Regions from separate parts of the Mus musculus genome. Here region 1 is linked to region 2. The links are chromatin contacts, called in public Hi-C maps. All regions are on one chromosome and are shown on one strand. The core of a region is the stretch at or near the end of the contact, and the rest is flanking DNA. Distances in the headings are between cores, read along the strand shown. Region 1 overlaps Gsk3b (glycogen synthase kinase 3 beta). Region 2 overlaps Gpr156 (G protein-coupled receptor 156).

Region 1 (2,700 bases), core at 101-2,600, 160 kb before region 2:
CACCCCCCCCCCCATCTGAACAGACTCCAGACACTCAGCAGCAGCTACTGAGCAGCAGCAGGCCTGCCAGCCCAACACTTACCATCGCCATATTCTGACATCTGTAATCATTCACATATAAACCGCCCCCTTCCTTGCAATGTTTTTATATCAGTGAAATCAATCCCAGACAATTTTTCAAACACACCTCAGATTATGCTATCTTACAATGTTCTTTCAATCTTAGTTACGGGGGGGGGGGGGGGGGGGGGAGATGGGAGGCGGTCTTCCTTTCTTTTCCCTACAGACTTCATTCTAAACCCCCAAATCTAAACCCAAGCTTAAGCACAGGTAGTAAAGGCAAGCACAGGGCTTCGCTTCTGTCCCAGCACTCCACAAAGCAATGCTCTACAGCTGCTGTGAGAGCAGGCCGACGCAGTCTCCCCCAGCTCTCCACTTCCAGTGCCCCTCCCTCTTCTACTTGCTATTAGTCAACTTCTTATTTGTCACTGAGAATACACAATATTTATAGTAACCACTGCTCAGTTCTTTATAGGACAGCCTAGGAAAATACACCTAAGATACAAAAACTGAAATTTTAGAATTTCAATGAAGTACTACCTAATAGCTTCATATGTAAGCATATAACTATGAAAAGTAACCAGATAACAAAAGCCTGGTCATTAACTTCATGTCTAAGAGACATCATACATGAATAAAGTCACTTTCCTAACCACTTCCCCAAATACCCCAGTCTTTCTGTTGGATCCTTTAACTTACATATTAAATTCCTAAGCTAGTCTTATGTATGTTGACCAAAGCTCACTGATCCAGAAGAGTCAACTCCGTCAGTTCACGGAGCTAAGGCACTTGTGTCTCTCCCCATAAAGCTGCAGTAGAAACAATGCTCTCTGGGCTCTTGGTAAAGAAAAAAGACACAGTCGTGCAGGACTCAGCCCTGACCTTGCTGGGGGTCAGCCCTCCAGAGCACCTCCCACAATGCTCAGGTCAGCCCTGGATGGCCCAAATGTCTCTAATTCTTTCCTTTTCAGATATTTTTGTCATCTCCAGTCAGATATTTCAATTGGACTTAAAGTCGACGGACGAGAATCGAAAAGCTCCTAATTGAACAAATCATTTGTAAAATCAGACAGTTTACCAAGCTACATTTAGAAAACAATGATAGTGAGTGAAATCAAAACACATATGCTGTCTTAATCTGTAAAAACCATCCAGGCTGAGAAAGGAAAACCCGCTCGTGTCGCCGCTCTGTTTCCTCCCGCAGCATCGAGTTCCCTGAGAACTGTCTGTGACAGTTCTCAATCCAGCAGCTACCCAAGGAGGCAGGAAAGGGGAAGAAGACAAGCGGAAGGGCCTCCTACACGTCACTTCTTACCCTGCCCCCAAGCCCTGTTACTCCTCGTCACTGAACTACACTGAGGGAAGAAACAGACCCAACAAAGAATGTCCCCCTGATACTGAAGCCATCTGGAAGGCTTTTCTTTACCTCACTGCTACACCTCAAGGGTCACAAGAGTGAGTTAAAACAAGCCACAGTCATAAAGGACAAAGACCCAGAAGAAGGAAATAAAGAACCAGGAAGAAGTCACTGACAACTAAAGACATAGCTCAGTTTAAACCACGTAAAAAGTCTGAGGTTTTTGTTTGTTTAAGACGCAAACATAGTACAGGAAAAAAAAGATATGAACAACAAACTAAAACTGTAATTGACCTCAGAGTACAGTGGTGCACACCTGCAGTTCTTTTCTGAGTCCTTGGCAGTTCAATGCTAACTTTGGTTACGAGGTGAGACTCTTTCTTTAAAACAAAGAAACAAACAAAAACCTACAGATGGAAGAAAATACAAGTAGAGAAAAACCCCTTCCAATTTAGATTTAGATGCTACAGGAGAACACAGGAACACGAAGTAAAGAAGAGTCCAAAGTAAATGTGAGAAAATAACGAGCAAAAACAAGAGATCTGTTTTGGTCTCTGCACTGGACTGGTTGTTGTTGTTGTTTTGCTATAGTAACAAACTGCCACTAGCTGGGTGTCTTAGAAAACAAAAATAATTCTCTCTCAGTGTTAGAAACCAGAAATTCAAACTGGCAACACCAACAACAAGGCTGCACCTCAGAGGCCTGAGACTCCTTCCTGTTTCTCCAGAACCTGCCTTGTACCCCGACAGCGCTGACAGTCCACCTCCCTGGTTAAATCTCTCCTGTTTGCTCTCTTTCCTAAGGATATCTGTCCCAATGGATCATCTAAGATGGCCTTATTTCAAAATTCTTAAATTAACTGCAATCTACAAAAACTCATTTCACAGGTAAGGTACCATTCTAAGTTGCAGGAACTCGACATGAATACCGTTCCTGACTAAATATTTGAGCTCCCCTTACAAGTCATAGGTTGGAACTCTTAAGTAACAACAGGTTGATGTCAGGCTGTAGGGCCAAATTTAGATGATGTCATGAGCTAGCAGTCTCTCTCTGTCTCTCTGTCTCTGTCTATCTCTCTCTGACATGTGAGAATACAGTGAGAGCTATCTACCCTCGAAGCAATAAGGTCAAAGAACCAAATCTAGGACGTAGAGTTTTCCGCCTCAGGGCCTGGGAAGCACCACTCTTCTCCAGTCCACAGCCACAGTGTTTTGCCTAAGCCCTTGAACTTCCTTCTTTTCCAAAGGGCCATTTTTAGACTCCCAGTTCTCAAGTATTCTTT
Region 2 (2,700 bases), core at 112-2,611:
GGAATTAAAGGTGTGTACCACCACATCTGATCTTTTTAATTTTAAACCACAGTCCATTAAAACTTTAACTCCTTGTCTTCTCCTGAAAGCTGTTTCTCCACCCTCCATCTCCGTTTGCTTGGACCCAAAACCTTGGCGTCATTGTTGACTCTTCCTTCCTTCCCACATCCAATCTGTTGTGAAACCTCATTGGTTCTATTCTTGAAATACAACCAGAACTCAGCTGCTTCTTCTCTACCTCTGCTGCCACCAACTGATCAAAGTCTTCCTTGCAATAGCCTCTCAGCTGCTCTCCCAGCATCTGTCCTGGAACTTCCTTCTCTAAGGCGACTATAAGCCCCTGCCGGTGATCACCAAAGTGCTAGAGATCAGAGGGTGTCATGAACTGGCTTAATGTCCATGCGTTAGACAAGGAGGTCTGCTGGGTAACAGAAGTGGCTTCTGGGTGTCTTTCTGGACTTCTCTGGAATGGCTGAGGCTTCCCTGATGTTACTGCACACAGAAAGACCAGTTATTTTGGGGTCTCTATGTGCAATGCGTTTCTGCAGGCTATGGGTGTTGACCAAGCTGAGTCCTCACTGAGGAGTCTCGTGTGGGTGAGGCTCTCCTGGGCTTTCCTCTCAGCATAGCGATGAAGGAAGCCTGAAAATAAACGAGAGATCCTAACAGGGTATTTGTGAAGCTCTGTGCGCTCTCAGCCTCTGTTTCTAGGAAACCGAAGGGTCTGTGGGAGTATTCATTCACATATGCATGTGCACACGTATGTTCACTTGTCTCCAATGAGATCAGGCTACTCCAAAAGCTCTTTTCCATTGGCGGAATCCTTCCAGGGGAATTCTCCTAGGAAATGCTTTTGTCTAACACACCTCCCAGGTCATGAGGCTCAGCTCTGTGAGGTAGACCTCATCTTTGACCACACAGCTTCCTAACTTTCAGTGGCTGTTAGTGACAGAAGTGAACAGCACACATCACTCTCCCTGGCTTCAGAAAACCTGCTCATCCTGGACCGTCCAGCTGTTTGCAGCTGGACAGGGGAAGTAATAACTTCTTTTATATCCTTAAAGCCTCGAGTGCTGGGTGGGCCTGGCCTCTCTCAGCTCAACTGCTTTTCTGTAGTCCTCAGTGCTTGCACAGATTTATTTTAATCTGGAGAGGGGAAAATTTCCACCCACCAGCCTGTCATTTTGGACCTACAGTCACTGAAGCTATAAAGGACCCGGAAGGACAGGGCTACAGAATAAACCAAACGATTAGCAGTAGTCAAATCCGATGAGACCCAAGACGCCTTCCAGCTCCTTCCTTTTCAAATCATTTGAGCCACTGCGTCTTTCCCCTGCTGCAGGCTTATCAGCAAGCCAGTCACGTGCATTTCTGCCTCACTTCCTTAGCCAGTAAGAACAGACTGACCTGGATTCCAGAGATGTGGTGGATTTTATAGCCCAATCAACCGATCATCCAAATATAAGCTTTAGTTATTAAGCACAAAAGAAAACTTGCCAAACGTCCTGGCCCCAGATTCTCCTTTAGCCGATGGTCTCAGTGTCCTGTGCTTTCCTGGCAGCTCCTCTCATTCATGGCCATTTTTGTGTCAAACATTAATTCCTGAATAGGAACCTATCAAAGCATTAAGAAGTGGGAATGGCAAAGCAGATGGGACAGAACCTCTGCCCTCAGCTCGTGAGGCTACCTCTTCCCCGGGTTTCAACATTTTCACTACAAAGATTCCTTTCTTATTCCTCTTGTAAAATAGAATAAAAATGTAATTCAACACTAACAGTTCTTTTCTCTCTATCCAGGGCAATTTAACACACACACACACACACACACACACACAGTCTCACACACACACACAGTCACACACACACACACACACACACACACACACACACACGAATGGACTCACATACACGTGTATGCAGGCACACTTGTACACCGTGCACGCGCACACAGACACAGACAGACAGACAGACACACACACACATGCACACAGGCATACTTACACACCATGCACGCACGCACACACACACACACACACACACGAGAATATATAGATTTAAATTTTTAAAAATTACATTTCTTTGTGTGTGCGTTGGCATCTGTGTACCATGTCACACATGGAGGGTTCAGAGAACAACTCACAGGAGCTGACTCTGCCCTCCTGTCACGTGAGATCTCAGAGCATCCAGCTTAGTGACAAGTGTCGTTACCTGCTGAGCTATCTCCATGGCCCATATTTCATATTTCAGAATTCATAGCTCTCCTGGGCTACAAACATAAGAGAATACCAATTCAAAACTGCATCCTTGTAAGCATTTTAAAAGCTGAAATACGGAAATTTAGACTTCCATTTCAGAGCAAACGCCTGTTACCTCATTGTGTGGGCTCAGGTGTAGGACAGTAGTGAAAGGGACAGGGAAGACCCCTAGTGAGCAGAAAGGGGAAGCAGAAAGAGCTCTTATTGAGGAAGCCTGCTTCATCTAGGAGTATTATGGTTGCATTTGATAGTGATTTTGAAACCAAACAAAACAACAACAACAAAAAAACCCCAAATTCCCAAATGTGTATTTCCACATCTCACACAATTGAAAAATATTTCAAATGTGCTTTTAAACAGCAAGAGGGGGCAATAGATACATAGGGGGAAAAATTCCCCTTTTCCTCAACTCTTCTACCCGAGGGCTCCAGTTCCAGACAAGTAGC

Evidence for each region. Hi-C and Micro-C count contacts between places; a contact is called where the count stands out from the background.
Region 1: a Hi-C map of cerebral cortex shows a contact between it and region 2, with 3 times the contacts expected there. The contact joins two enhancer-like sites. A contact is called at or near these places in 4 of 39 promoter capture datasets (liver, stem cell-derived epiblast-like cells and trophoblast stem cells), 1 of 15 datasets of contacts at CTCF or cohesin (stem cell-derived epiblast-like cells), 8 of 484 Hi-C or Micro-C datasets (Sertoli cells, Th1 cells, cerebral cortex and 5 more), 1 of 115 datasets of contacts at active chromatin or transcription factors (embryonic stem cells) and 4 of 9 other capture datasets (adipose tissue, embryonic stem cells, liver and 1 more).

Annotation. Positions count from the first base shown.
Region 1 is chr16:38,130,646-38,133,345 of GRCm38.p6, reverse strand. The region is part of intron 1 of Gsk3b (glycogen synthase kinase 3 beta); the gene reads right to left. Among named protein-coding and RNA genes, the nearest start is that of Gm25617, 26 kb to the left of the region's middle. Within about 2 kb of position 1,350, at least 203 of the 459 cell types and tissues checked have an H3K27ac peak or open chromatin away from gene starts, as enhancers often do. A contact at or near this core is called in cerebral cortex, where this site is marked.
Region 2 is chr16:37,972,687-37,975,386 of GRCm38.p6, reverse strand. The region is part of intron 3 of Gpr156 (G protein-coupled receptor 156); the gene reads right to left. Among named protein-coding and RNA genes, the nearest start is that of Gm36225, 14 kb to the left of the region's middle. Within about 2 kb of position 1,361, at least 55 of the 459 cell types and tissues checked have an H3K27ac peak or open chromatin away from gene starts, as enhancers often do. A contact at or near this core is called in cerebral cortex, where this site is marked.